Regions from separate parts of the Mus musculus genome. Here regions 1, 3, 4 and 5 are each linked to region 2. A link is a contact called in public HiChIP or PLAC-seq and promoter capture Hi-C data. All regions are on one chromosome and are shown on one strand. Each heading gives the region's core, a stretch centred on a gene start, on an enhancer-like site or on the middle of the called end of the contact. The rest is flanking DNA. Distances are from core to core; before and after follow the strand shown.

Region 1 (2,700 bases), core at 41-2,540, 2.1 Mb before region 2:
AGGCCCACCAAGGGGGGGGGGTATCTCCTCCTGATGTCCCAAGGCTACTTTTATAAATTATAATTTTTTTCTTGTATTTCCTTTTTTTCTGTCTTTATTGCTTCTTCCTTCCTTCCTTCCTTCCTTCCTTTCTCTCTCTCTCTCTCTCTCTCTCTCTCTCTCTCTCTCTCCCTCTCTCTCTCTCTCTTCCTTCCTCTCTCTCTCTTTCATTCATTCTTTCTTTCTCTCTCTCTCTCTTTCTTTCTTTCTTTCTTTCTTTCTTTCTTTCTTTCTTTCTTTCTTTCTTTCTTTCTTTTTTTAGTCTATCACTTTTTTTTTTAGTCCTGAAACTTGCTATGTCCACCAGATTGGCCTGAAACTCACAGAGACCCACCTGCCTCTGCCTCTGGAATGCTGGGATTCAAGCTGTATGCCAACATGTCCAGCTTATTTTTAAAGATGTATTTTTGTTTTTGAAGTTGTGTGTGTGTGTGTGTGTGTACTCATGTGTACACGTGTGTGTGTGTATGTACTCATGTGTACACATGTGTGCGTGTGTGGGGTATGTGTGTGTGTGGTGTGTGTGTGTGTGGTGTGTATGTATTCATGTGTACACATGTGTGCGTGTGTGTGCGCGCGCGTGTGTGTGTGTGTGTGTGTGTGTGTGTGTGTGGTGTACATGAAGGCAGGTACCCAGATCAGGTGGTCAGATTCCCTGAAGCTGGAGGTAGAGGCAATTTTGAGCTGTCCAATTATGGGTATAGGGTACCCAATTCTGCAAGAGCAGAACTTCCTCTTAACCGTTGAGTTTTCTACCCAATCCCATCTCTTTAATGTCCTTTAATCTGCTCTGGTACATAATTTTTTTTTTTTTGTCAAAAGAATGAAATCTGAGTTTTATCTCAGGCCCTGGGTGGAGAGACATGACATTATGAATTGCCAGGAACATTTTGTGATTACTCTTAAGCAGGAGGATTCCTGGTAATGAACAAAGACGCATCATTGTCCCTGACTTTGGGAGTTCATTCCATGACCCTGTCAATCACCTGGATAGGAAAATGTCCCCCAGGAAAGACTGTAGGGCTCAGACACTTCTGGAAGCAGCATAAAGCTGCCTAAACATACAGTTCTGCCCAGTGGTCTCTCTAGCCATTATCTTTTTCTCCTTAGAGAATACGGCCTCCCAATGGTCCCTATGGCCACCATCCTCTCTCACCATTACTCTGTAACAAATCTTATGGGTCTCCTACACTGAGCTTTGTGTGTCTTATCTGAAGTCTTTCCTCTGAGATCACAAGAACTGGGGAGCCACAGGGAATCAAGAGCGAGCGCCTTGTGACACAAACAGTATGCTATTATGTCTCTGTATCTGATAGCCCTGTGTGATTCACTTTGCACATCCAGTAGTTTTCCATTTATGTCCTCATAAGGGAAGCCTAATGAACATCCTGCTCAGGACTGTATTCAGTTACCGTGGAGTTGCCTGTGAGGCAGGTTTTCATGATGTAAGTCCATCACGTTCTGGAAAGGTTCTCATTGTTGGGCACCCTCCTCCAATTTAAATTGGCCTTAAACTGGCTTTGCCAGTAACTGTTTCTCAAAACTGTCACCCTCCGGGCCGGGCGTGGTGGCGCACGCCTTTAATCCCAGCACTTGGGAGGCAGAGGCAGGCGGATTTCTGAGTTCGAGGTCAGCCTGGTCTACAAAGTGAGTTCCAGGACAGCCAGGGCTATACAGAGAAACCCTGTCTCGAAAAACAAACAAACAAAAAAAGTCAGCCTCCAAAGACAACACTAGGAATTGATCCCCTGCCTTACCTATGAACCTGTCATCAGACTCATTCTGGGCCTTTTTCTGTTCTTTACTGCAATAAAATGTTATCTGCTATCTTTCTAGTCGGCAGCTACAATGGAGAGGGCTGGCAATAACTCATGTCAGTGTATTTGCAGCTCTTGTAGAAGACCCAAGTTCAGTTCCCAACATCATCTGTGGGTACCTGCTCACATGTTTCAGTCTCTCTCTCTCTCTCTCTGTCTCTCTCTCTCTCTGTGTGTGTGTGTGTGTTTCTGAGGGAGGTACTTGATAAGGCTACAGATGGGATACCTTTACTGTAAACAAAGTCTCCCCAAACAAAGATGTCTGGGGAAAGGAGTGAGGCCCTCCCAAGGTAACACACACACACACACACACACACACAAACAAGTCAACCAAAGACATTTAAGGCTGTAAGCCTGGGTGGGTCATTGTGTTTTTGACATGAAGTATTTATTTATTATTTCATTTTATTTATTTTTGGTTTTTCGAGACAGGGTTTCTCTGTATAGCTCTGGAACTCACTTTGTAGACCAGGCTGGCCTCGAACTCAGAAATCCGCCTACTTCTGCCTCCCAAGTGATGGGATTAAAGCATGCGCCACCATGCCCAGCTTGAAGTATTTATTTATTAAAGGAGTATGACCTCTTTGTTGACACCCTTCTCAGAAAATGTTAATTGTGTGAGGTTCTAATGCTTGCCTCTTGGCCCTTGGGAAATTCCACCAGACGTTGGAGGGAGGGGTCCTTTCCCTTTCCAAGTTCCCATGGGAGATAGGTGCTTCCCCTTTCCACCTCCCCGTGATTTTCCTTGTCTTTCTTTCCTCTGTCTTGTTGACATCCACAATTGGCACGGGCAGATGATGTAGCACCACCGTCCACAAGGTTTAATTCCAGGCTGCGGGGCTGC
Region 2 (2,700 bases), core at 22-2,521:
TCATTTTGCTAAACCAGACAGGAAAACAGCATTTTCCAGTAAAACAAACAGCTACTACCAAGGATGGACTGGAACGGACACATAAGAGTCTTTTCTCCTATTGACTAGTGTTCTCCATGAACTTCAGGCATAGACTATTGTGGCATAGGCATATCCATAAGCTTAGAGGTAAATGCACACATAGGAACATATGTATGTGTTTGTTATCATGAGATTAAAAGGGAAGCTCATGTCGAATGGGAGGGGGACCTACAAAGGCACAAGAACGTAAACTCTGAAGCGCCTTTTAGTGATTTGTTCTTGTTTGTTTTGGTTCTGTTCTAGAAGTTTGTTTCAAGTCAAAGCACTAGGCCCCTTTTCCAGACATGTGATGATGACAACTAAAACACAGACAAAGGTGACCCCTGTCCCCACAGATCCTAGTGTTCCAAAGCAAAAGTATGAACTCACAGCCCTGTTCCCTAAGACTTGAACTGTTCCAGGAATGATCCTGAGAGATCATTCCATAGACCTAGAGGTACCATAGAGGATGGAAGGATTTAAAGTGGACAGGAAATCTTTTCTAGCACACATTCTTGCTGGGGAAGTGGGCTTTCCAAGGAGTTCAAGGACAGTCAAGCTAGCCAGTGAGTCCCAGGCCAACCAGCACTACAGCTTGAGACCTTTTCTCAAATGAAAAAGTATTCTTTTCAGAAGACTTTAATTAAATCAGATGATTAAAAACCAAACGAATGTTGCCTGGTAGTGGTGCAAGCCTTTAATCCCAGCATTCAGAGGCAGAGGCTGGCAGATCTCTGTGAGTTCCAGGCTAGCATGGTCTACAGGGTGGATACTAGGGGCTATACAGAGAAACGGTCTCAAAAAGTAAAATAAAATAAAAATTTAAAAATAAAAATCAAGCTTACTTGTTCCTTCATGCTTAAACAGCCGCAGATACAAAATAAGAAATAATGCTTTGAGAATTTGGGAAGGTCATTAGCACCCATACTTTCAGTTTTGGAAAAAAAAGAATGGAGACCTCACTAGGCAGTTTGGGCTGGAGCCAAATATATCATAAAAGAATCGCGGCTAAGTCCTAGGGATGGGAAAAGAGGATCTAAGACTGTGTTTGAAGTGGGTGGAGATCAATAAGGTCTAAAGACTGAAAGTAAACCAAGATAGGAGGCGGAAATTCGCAGTGTGGCCTCAGGCTGCTCCTCTAGTCAGTGCCTCGCTCAAGCCACACCCAGTGCTTGCACCGCCCTCCGAGTTTAGCTGGAGTTTTCCTCCCAGAACTGAAGAAACGTGGACGCATGAACTATCTACCCTCCGGGATGGAGCTGGGCAGACCCCAAGGGCGCTCTGAGTGCTCTCCGCGCCGGGAGGGGTGTGGGCCACCCTTGGATTCTGGCTCCCCTAATCCTGCGCTGGCGGAGGCGGGAAGTGCCCAATCAATAGCAAGTGGGAACTTGAGAAAGCAGAAGGGAAAGAATTTGGATTGCCAGTCCTGGGTCAGAGAGAAAGTGCTCTTTCTTCTGCACCCGGAGAGGTGGTTGGGAACACAGGCGGACTCTGCTTGCGCAGGGCTGGTGGACAGCGAGAACCTTCCCCCGACGATTGGAGACCACTACGATTCCAAACGGAAACCAAAGCTTTCCCGCAGGCGCATTGCCACGGCCCCGGGGGCCCAGCCCGAGGACCCCGAAAACACACCCAGGTCCCTGTTGGTGCGGGTCGTGGATTACCAGGTGACACAGGAGGTGCTGTGGACCGCATGGACCAAGGGGAGTATGACCACGAGGACCGAGGAGCGTTCTGTGACCGCAGTCACCTTTCGGACACAGAGGGAGAGGGAGTGACACAGCTTATGGGGCACCGGAGCCACAGCCAAACCCCTATCCTATCGCCAAGGACCTGATGCTCGAAGGACGTTAAACACACAGATCTCTGGAGCCTGAGAAATGTTCCAGGACAGTGGTTGCGGGGGAAAATGCTTGAAGAACAAATTTTAAGCTGCTTGAGATGTTCTCTGTGGCTTGAGTGTCTCACAATGATTAAGGAGAAGAAAAGGTATTCTTTTGTTTGTTTGTTTGTTTGTTTGTTTACATTGGTGGTAAATGGGAGTTTGAAAGCGCAAAACTTTAGTCAGTTTGCTTGTTGGCATTTTGATAGCTACTTGAGTTGTCTGTCTGCATCCCTCGTTCCCGTTGAGCGGCCAAAAGCAGAAGTTTGAGGTCTTCTCTTTGGGATGTGTGGTGTGTAGAGTGGATGTAGAGAGGGTCTTTGTTTTGAAATCCATAAAGAACATTTTTTTTTTTTTAACGGAAAACAAAATGATAAGGAGGTGAAGCAAAATGTTTCTAGTACTCTACTGGTGTGCAGTTTCTATTCTGGTCCATCATATTTCCATGTTAAGAAGAAAAGGAGTGAGGCAAAGAGAGACTGGGGCACTTTGGTAGGTTGATCTGTGCTTTGCTCGTAAAATGCAATTTAACAGGGCTTTATTGCAGAGGGCATCTTACTTAGCTTACGATTTAATAAGAAAGGTAGACATGTTGTATGCAAGATGTCATAAATGGTTATATTCCCTATTCTTTTTTTTTCTTTTCTTTCTATTAGATATTTTATTTACCCTTCTAAGATTTATAGTTAAGGACTGGAAAGATGGCTCTGTGGTTTTAAGAGCTTTGGTTGCTCTTCCAGAAGACTCAGGTTCCATTC
Region 3 (2,700 bases), core at 114-2,613, 2.0 Mb before region 2:
TATATATGCACCACTTGAGTACAGTGACTACAGAGGCTAGAAGAGGGCATCAGATTCAGAAACTGGAGTCACACATGACTGTGAACTGTGGGTGTTGGGAAATGAGCCTGGCTCCTTGGCAAGAGCAGCCAGTGCTCTTAGCGACTGGGCCATCTCTCTAGCTCTCTGCTTTCTTACAAGAACCCAGTACTACCAGGCCCAGAATGGCTCCACCCACCAGGGGTTGGGCTCTCCCCCATAGATCATAGTTGACAAAGTGCCTTACAGCTAGATCTCATGGAGGCATTTCCTCAAGTGAGGCTCCTCCCTCTCTGATGACTCTACCTGGGTTGAGCTGACACACAAACCCAGGCAGTACAGAAGGGATCCTGGAGTTTCCTGTCACCAGCAGCAGCAGCAGCAACGACAGAAGCGTGGGAACCAAGTGAGAAGTCTGAATCCCTGCCTCCTTGTCCCCAGCTCCATGCAGGATCTCAACAGCTTAGCTAGGCAAGGTAGTGGCCCGGCAATCCCATCTCTTGCGACGCAGAGGCAAGACGATCCATATAAATTTAGGTCAGCCTGCTGAGCAAAGACAGTTCCAGGTTGGCTAGGGTTGGACTATCTTGAAATAAATAGGTGAACCAATCAGGAGGTTTTGGTGTACTACATAGAATACCTCACCTCAGAAACAGTAGTCTTAAATTCACCATGGCTGTTGGCGGCCATCTTTGGATGTGCGTGTCTGTTTTGTTATAGACCGTACCAAAGGCCATGCATATATAAGCTAGGCGAGTACTGTATCACTGAGCCGACTCTCCTGATCTTGGTGTTTGAGACAATACATTTTTTAAATGTGTGCTAGAGATTCAAATTTGGGTCTTCAAGCTTACACAGAAATAGCTCTCTCCAGCTGAGGGGTCTCCCTAACCCTATTATGATTTTTGGAAACGTCATTAGTCTGACTATGCATCAGTGACCAGCATTAGTCTGGCTTTGCCTCAGTGACAGGCCTTTAAACCCCTGATCCTCCTGTAATGACCTCCCCCAGGGATTGGGATTACAGGCATACGTCACCACAAAGGATAAAGGGAGTTTTCTTCTACCTTTACATTTTATTTTTCACATTTATTGATTTATTGTGTGAGGGCTGGGTGCTCACGCCATGGTATTCAAGTGGCAAGTAGGAAGACAACTTCCAGAGTTGCCTCGCCTTCTACCGTGTGAGTTCTGAGCACTCGACTCAGGTCATTAGGTCATCAGACTTGGCCGCAAGGAACTTCACATACTAGGTCATCTAGCTAGCCCCGAAGGGAGACGTCTTGACCAGGCGAAATTGTTACCACAGACATCACAGGGTTAGGAAAATCACCAGCAGTCAACATTCCTACAGTCAGTCTGAGGCAAGCCTGAGTCACTGAGAGCCTGGACTTTCTGCCCCAGATTGGTCATCCTTCTCCTGGCTCCGCCCTACTCCCACCCCCACCCCCATCCCCATCCCCACCCCCACCCCCATCCCCACTCCCACCCCCACTCCCACCCCCACCCCCACCCGCCTCATCTCTGGAGGAGTGTGTATCTAATACAGAGCCTTGCAGCACATCCTTTGTTGGAGTCCGGTTTCTGGTCAGTCATGGGTCAGATTACAACCTGAAGTTAAGTAGTTTCTTCCTCCACACCCAGTGAATTCTTAGTGGAATCGCTGGGGCATACGCTGACTTCCACAGGTACCTGTGGGTATTGCTGAGAGCAGGGAAGGTTGCATTCTTGGGTCTGGTCAATGATTAACTTTAGCGGGTGACTTTTCTACAGTGTGTGTGCGCGTGTGCTACTTCATCTTGAAAGCCTTTTCTGGCTCAGTAACAAAGGGTTGTCACTCTCGTTGACACAATAAGAAAGAAAAAAAATCGTGGTCTCCCATCCCTACCCGTGGAGGCATCTCTCCCATGCTATAAAAGGGAAGTCCACAGATGTGTGCCTGTGCACAGTGCTCTCTCTGCTCACCTAGGGTGGGGCAGCCTTTCCTGCTTGGTTCTTTTAGCCTATGGGAGTCCAGAGGCTTGTCCTGTGATGTGAGTTTATAAAGGACCACAACTGAGGCTGAATCTCAAGAGCACTGCAGAGGGAAAAGTCCCAGAATGCAATTCTTACCCACCTCCCACTAGAGACAACAGAATGTGCTGTGATTTATGGCCCAGCCTGCCCAGTGAAGAGCTGTCTGATAAAGGTTTGATAGGTGTCTGTGGTTACTGCCCATATGCCTCTGGTATTATCATTTCCTCCTCTCTAAATTTTGATTCAGAAAACGGCTTTTCTATTTCTATTGGGGGACTATCTCCAGAATGAATTGATCTGTGCCAACTCCCGACATTTGGGAGATGGAGGAAGAGACTCAGGAGTTCAAGACCATCCTAAGTGAGAGAGACTTTTGATAGCAGCCTGGACAACACGAGAGGATTTCTATAAACAAATAAACAATTTCTAATCTGGTTACTTTTTGTTGGCTAGACACAAACATAGACATGTTCCCTGGCAAGAGGAACTTCAATTAAGAAAATGTTTCCTTATCATATTGGCCCACAGGCAAGTCTACAGGGCATTTTCTTGATTAATGATTGATGTGGGTAGGCCCAGCCCACTGGGGACAATGCCAGCCCTGGGCTAGTGACCCTGAGATATATTGGAAAGCAGGTTATTTACTTATTTATTTATTTATTTATT
Region 4 (2,700 bases), core at 146-2,645, 2.1 Mb before region 2:
CTAAACACAGAAAGGGAGAAATAAGAAAAGGATGGGGAAAATTAATCGTCCTTTATGTAGCTCTTTCCCCTCCCCCTCGACTGAGAGCCACAGCGCCGGTTGGCTCCAAGCCTGTGCTTTAGAGGCGCCTGGGTCTCTGGGTCCTTCTTCTCCTCCTCCCCCTCCCACCCCACCCCCACCACCCACCCGGGCTCCTTCTTCTTCTTCTTCTTTTGGCTTGCAGAAATCAGGACCCATCTGAACTAAGAGGGAGGAGAGAAGCAAGGAAGCTGAAGCAAGGGGTGGCCTGCGCCCTACTCCGGAAAGCTTCGCGCGCGGAAGCATGCAGCGGTTGCTCGCGTCCGGAGCGCACCGATCCGGCTGTCTCCACTGCGGTAGCATCCGGACATGACATTGCAGTAGCGACAAAGGAGCGGCCACAACCGGCAGCTGGCTACTGACAGGACTACTCGGGCCTCGCACCGCGCCGAGGGTCTGGCAGCGAATGATATTGGGGTGAGGCTGGGTGTTGGGGTGCGAGATAGGCCGAGTCGGGGGCAAAAACCCAAAAATGCGCAGGACCTCGAGGCGGACACCTCTCGCGCCTCCTTCAAGCAGCCAGATTGCAAGAAAAATAATTCTTTAACACTCACTAGCCTTAGCTCACCACACACACACACACACACACACACACACACACACACACACACACGATCTAGTAGGAGTCCTCCTCGGTCTGGCTATTGCCTTGTAACCAACCCTTCCAACCCGTCTGGTCCCACCGCGCGCCTCCGGCACTACGGGCCCGAGGACCCGCCCGGCTCCCGGACACAGGCTCGAACGTAGCCGCCACCCTAGGGTCCCCTCCTATCGCTCACCAGGAGAAGAGAGCCGGCGACCATCGTGGCTCCGACTTGGCCGGCGGTGCGGCTGCAAGAGGCGAGGGCGGTGATGCTGCTTGCCCGGGTCCCCATGGCCGAGCTCGGGGCTCGCAGCGGCGCCCGGGGCGCTCGGCCCCACGGCAGCTGGAATTGGTGGCTGTTTCTGCCCAGCGCCGCATCCACCGCCGCCTCACGGGCGGTGAGCCCATCTACCTCCAGCAGCCCATGTGCACTGCAGCAGCCAGGCACCCAGGCGGAAGAGGGAGGCAGCAGGGGAGGCTCCGAAAGGCGCTCAGCACCTGCCCAGGGGCGCTGGCGCCCGGGCGGTGAGAAGCAGGCGCGCTCGCAACCCGCGCCTCCCGGTGCTCTCCAACGACAGCGGCTGCGGAGAACCAGAGAGCAGGGCTAGCCGCGACAGTGCTAAAGAGCGACTTCCCATAGCGAAGCTTCCAGCCACTATCAAGCACTCGCCTCCTCCGCTGCCTAGACCGGCCGGCGAGGGACTGAGTCGGATGGCCACTCAGCTCGGGGACACACGTGGTGGCGCCGAAGGGGCGGAGAACGACCCTTTGTGATGTCACCCGGGAGGAGGCCGGGCTCTTTGTGCAGATGGAAAGAACTCAAGGCGCTCCAGAAACCGAGGGGAAGGAGAGGGTGCCCCTTGGCGTTAGCTGGAGGAATTGCGTTTGCTTGTTAACCTGCACACACCCCTCACCCCGACTTAACTTTAAAAAAAAAAAATGATTCCAAGTAGATTGTATGTAAAACAGAGACTATTTTCTTTTCCTAACATAAATATTAACAACAGCCAATATAACTTGCGCATAATGGCGCAGGCCTGTATTTTCATTGCCAGGAAAGCTGAGGAAGGAGAATTTGAAGTTGGAGGGAAATTCTGAGCTACACAGAAAACTCCTATCTCATGCATGCATGCATGCATGCATGCATGAATGAATGAATGAATGAATGAATGACCTGAGCATAACGGTGCCATTAAGCACTCTGTATAATGAGAATATGAACTTCTCCAATTCCAGGCCAGCCAAAATTGGAGTTCTACACAAGCCTGGCTTACAGAGCAAAATCCAGTCTCAGAAATCAATCAATCAATCAATCAATCAATCAATCAATTAAAGGAGCTAGAAAAAAAGCAAAAACCATGGAGCTTACATCAATTGCCAGACACAAAGAGACGTGTGTGTTGGTTCCCAAACTGCTGTGTTTTGAGGTCTGCTGTGTTCTCACAGTGGAGCAAAAGGAAAAAGCAAGTGTAGTCTCGGCATTTATGTGTGGCTCCCCTGCTTCCTGACTGCAGACCCGGTTTAACCAGCTGCCTCCTCTCCTCTCCTCTCCTCTCCTCTCCTCTCCTCTCCTCTCCTCTCCTCTCCTCTCCTCTCCTCTCCTCTCCTCTCCTCTCCTGCAATAACTGTATCCCTGAAACTGTTAGCCAGAAGAAACCTCCCCGTCTCTCAGTATTGTTGGCTATTTGTTCTCAGCAGTGAGGAACCTGGACAGAAACAACACTAAGCATCCCTGACAGGGAGTTGCCATGGTAGGAGCCCTATTTCCTTCCTTGCCAGTTACTACATGGAGAGTTGGTTCTTTTTCTCGGCATTCTTTGGAAGAATGAGATGTATTTAAAAATTAATATGAGGATTAATCCTACTCTCATCTTTCAAACATCTGCCAGTTAAAGAAATAAAACATATATTTAAAAAAGCTTGACCATAAACCCTGAAGGGGAATGCTGTAATATTAAGTTTCCAGTAAAAAATTTTTTTAAATTCTGAAAAATACTATCCTTAAATACAGAATTTTGTGAAAGGGGGTGATATTTCAA
Region 5 (2,700 bases), core at 102-2,601, 2.8 Mb before region 2:
AATACTAAATGATAAGAAAATATTATTCATATATTGTGTTTACATGGAATATGGGCATGTGTGTATCACAGCGCCCATGTGGGGGTCTGAGAACAATCTGAGAGAGCTGATTCTCTCCTTCCACCATGTGGGTTCTAAGGTTCAGTCTCAAGATGCCAGGCTTGGCAGCAGACACCTTTACCCACCGAGCCCTCTTGCTGGCCCTCCACCTCAGTTTTTGAGACAAAGCCTCTCTCACTGAACCTGGAGGGGTTGAGGTATGGACTCAGGTTTTTGTGGTTGCTGCAGAAAGCACTTCATCCACCATGCTGGCTTCCCAACCAAAACCACAGTAAGATCTTGGCCGCCAAAATATGAATAGAAATTAAAAGGCCAGCCAGTAAAAGTGCCTTCTCTAAACTGTTCAACATTCAGTAGCTGCTTTATGGGAAAAAAAAAAAAAAAAAAAACCCTTACAGTGGAATCCATTACTTATTTCCTCAGGGCAGGGAATAAGGGAGGGAGGAACTCACCAATAAAATAGTATCTGGTGGTAGGGATGGGGAGAGAAAGAAAGAATATTGGGGAGCTTTTAATCTGTAAAGATCAATTTAGCAAATCAAGTTTTATAAAATCGTAGAGTTACCTCTACTTGTGATACAAATTTATTACTCGTTTTCACAAACTGAAATCATGGAAACTCTTCTGTCGCCGCCCCCAAACTACAAGCTTACATCTGCAATGTTAATAAACACCCACTTAGAATTAACTGCAGGGAATTACTAACAGTCAAAAGACCTGACTATTTCCAACAAGGTATGTAGAGAAACAGAGTAGACGAATTGCCGGAAGTATGTGTATGCCCAATGTTCCAACACTGAGTTTAATAAAAGAAAAATTAGAAAAGGAAATACTACCTCCCTCCAAACTCCCTGTCACTGCTACATACCTTGATTCTTGCTTTTTCTATAAATTCAAGAGGGGCTTTCCCAAACTCAAGTCCAGCTCCAATCCAGGGAATCCAGCCTTGGATGCACGGGGGTCCAAGCAAATTCTTCAACCGAGAGAATAAGAAAAGAACACAGCTTCCCAGAACGGCGATTGCTATTGGTGAGAATAACTCCATAATGCCCATCTTCCAGAATCAACAGACGTTTGAAAACGTCCTTCTCCAGGGGAATCTCCTAGTCCCCCGCCGACTGAGGAAAATGCGCCCAGTTTTGCAAACTCTGAGCCGAGAAACTTTTTAAACAAATTCTCTTGCGTAACTGTGGTTCCTTTGCCCCGCCCCAGTTTTTGTGTGATTTTTGCATTGTGGCTATCTTCCACCTTCCCACGGCTTTCAAATTATGAGAAAAAAAAAAAAAAAAAAAAAAAAAAAAAAAGCTTTGATTTGAACTGGGCTGGGCTGGGCTGGGACGGAGGAGGCGGGAACACATCCTGAGGCGGCGGAGCTCGAGTAAACTAGCTGTTTGCAGCGGGCGCCTAGCTACCAGCCAATCAGAGAAGTCGCTGAGCCCCCAAGAACTACATTTCCCAGAAGCCTCTTGGGTGCGGCTTTGTTTTTCAGCACCTGAGGCCGCCGGACCGGTCCAGCTACCAGGCGGGCGGCGCCTTTGCAGAGCGTAATAAAGGCACATGGTCCTGACCTGACCTCTCTCGGGCTGAAAAGGGGCGGCGCCGGCAGGGTGGCAGGTTCCCAGGCGACCAGCGGTGCCCAGTGGTCCTGACTTGCTGCTGAATGCCTATCGCCGAGGAGGAGAAGCTGCTGCCGCTCACGCAGAGATGGCCCCGGACGAGCAAGTTCCTACTGTCCGGCTGCGCCGCAACCGTGGCCGAGCTAGGTACCGGCCGCCCCCGCCTCGGCCTCCCCAGCGAGTGGCTGCGGCATCGTGCTGGGGGAGGGATGGGCGGGCAGCCTCACTCCTGGCTGGAGTGCATCTTCAGAGGTTGGACCCTCGCAAGGATGTGGTCAGGTGCCCAGTAGGCCAGCTTCGGGAGGAGCGTGGATTGGAGGTGTCCAGGGTCCTTGTCTTCCCATCCCCAGGGATGTTGTCTTATGCCTGAGTGAGTACTCTTGGGCTCTTCATGAGCCCTATACCTCTCTAGGAAACATTTCCCCTTTCGTAAGGATGACCTTTATAGAACCATAATCCATTTGTTCACAGTTTTTTGGTTTGGTTTTGGTTTGTTTTTTTCTTTTTCATCCTCCCTGGGATCGTTTTTTGTGGTTTATAGTCTTATGCTGCCTCGGGAGTCTTTAAGATTTGAGTTGGGGGAAGGGGGACAGTGAGTCCTACCTTGAGGGACTCCAATTGTTAACCATCCCTCTGGAACATTTGCTTAATGCCAGTCAGCCACATCACTTCTCTGAGCCTATACCCGTTAAGGGGAATTCTGAGAAGTAATTTTTATATGTGGTAAATGCAAGGTAGGGGCAGCATTATTCCAGTTGATGCAGTAGTGGGTCCTGGATATACAATTGCAAAAAACCCCAGTGTGGCCTTCTTCCAGGCTCAGTGGGGTGGCGGGTGGGGGGTGGCACATGCAGAGAAAGACATTTATTTACAGCTGCTGCCTGTTGCAGAGAAGCTATTTCTGTGTGTTCCAAGAACATTATAGGAACAAAACAAAACAAGACAGATCCATCTGCCTAAGTGAGTTCAAAGAAACAAACAACAACAACAAATAAATAAATAAGTAAATAAACAGACCACCTAA

Evidence for each region. Promoter capture Hi-C pulls out the DNA fragments that hold promoters and counts their contacts. HiChIP or PLAC-seq counts read pairs in DNA pulled down with a chosen protein or histone mark.
Region 1: an H3K27ac HiChIP or PLAC-seq map of extraembryonic endoderm stem cells shows a contact between it and region 2, with 10 times the contacts expected there. The contact joins the enhancer-like site here to the promoter of 9130008F23Rik in region 2. A contact is called at or near these places in 3 of 39 promoter capture datasets (cranial neural crest, hippocampal neurons and stem cell-derived epiblast-like cells) and 3 of 115 datasets of contacts at active chromatin or transcription factors (bone marrow-derived dendritic cells, differentiating embryonic stem cells and extraembryonic endoderm stem cells).
Region 3: a contact with region 2 is called in a promoter capture Hi-C map of liver, with 4 times the contacts expected there. The contact joins the enhancer-like site here to the promoter of 9130008F23Rik in region 2. A contact is called at or near these places in 3 of 39 promoter capture datasets (cranial neural crest, hippocampal neurons and liver) and 1 of 115 datasets of contacts at active chromatin or transcription factors (bone marrow-derived dendritic cells).
Region 4: a contact with region 2 is called in a promoter capture Hi-C map of the C10 cell line, with 6 times the contacts expected there. The contact joins the promoter of Tnfrsf21 here to the promoter of 9130008F23Rik in region 2. A contact is called at or near these places in 3 of 39 promoter capture datasets (the C10 cell line, cranial neural crest and liver) and 1 of 115 datasets of contacts at active chromatin or transcription factors (astrocytes).
Region 5: a promoter capture Hi-C map of 3T3-L1-derived adipocytes shows a contact between it and region 2, with 3 times the contacts expected there. The contact joins the promoter of Cyp39a1 here to the promoter of 9130008F23Rik in region 2. A contact is called at or near these places in 3 of 39 promoter capture datasets (3T3-L1-derived adipocytes, the C10 cell line and liver).

The regions. Positions count from the first base shown.
Region 1 is chr17:42,930,646-42,933,345 of GRCm38.p6, reverse strand. No RefSeq gene overlaps it. Among named protein-coding and RNA genes, the nearest start is that of Cd2ap, 56 kb to the right of the region's middle. Within about 2 kb of position 1,290, at least 22 of the 459 cell types and tissues checked have an H3K27ac peak or open chromatin away from gene starts, as enhancers often do. A contact at or near this core is called in extraembryonic endoderm stem cells, where this site is marked.
Region 2 is chr17:40,879,129-40,881,828 of GRCm38.p6, reverse strand. It overlaps 9130008F23Rik (RIKEN cDNA 9130008F23 gene), which reads left to right and starts at 1,271. Exons shown (of 2, transcript NM_027834.3): 1 at 1,271-2,049. The coding sequence starts at 1,293. The coding sequence ends at 1,838.
Region 3 is chr17:42,908,229-42,910,928 of GRCm38.p6, reverse strand. No RefSeq gene overlaps it. Among named protein-coding and RNA genes, the nearest start is that of Cd2ap, 33 kb to the right of the region's middle. Within about 2 kb of position 1,363, at least 83 of the 459 cell types and tissues checked have an H3K27ac peak or open chromatin away from gene starts, as enhancers often do. A contact at or near this core is called in liver, where this site is marked.
Region 4 is chr17:43,015,250-43,017,949 of GRCm38.p6, reverse strand. Tnfrsf21 (tumor necrosis factor receptor superfamily, member 21) reads right to left here and starts at 1,395. Exons shown (of 6, transcript NM_178589.3): 1 at 858-1,395. The coding sequence starts at 953.
Region 5 is chr17:43,666,023-43,668,722 of GRCm38.p6, reverse strand. Cyp39a1 (cytochrome P450, family 39, subfamily a, polypeptide 1) reads right to left here and starts at 1,351. Exons shown (of 12, transcript NM_018887.4): 1 at 929-1,351. The coding sequence starts at 1,114. Slc25a27 (solute carrier family 25, member 27) reads left to right here and starts at 1,509. Exons shown (of 9, transcript NM_001357122.1): 1 at 1,509-1,823. The coding sequence starts at 1,721.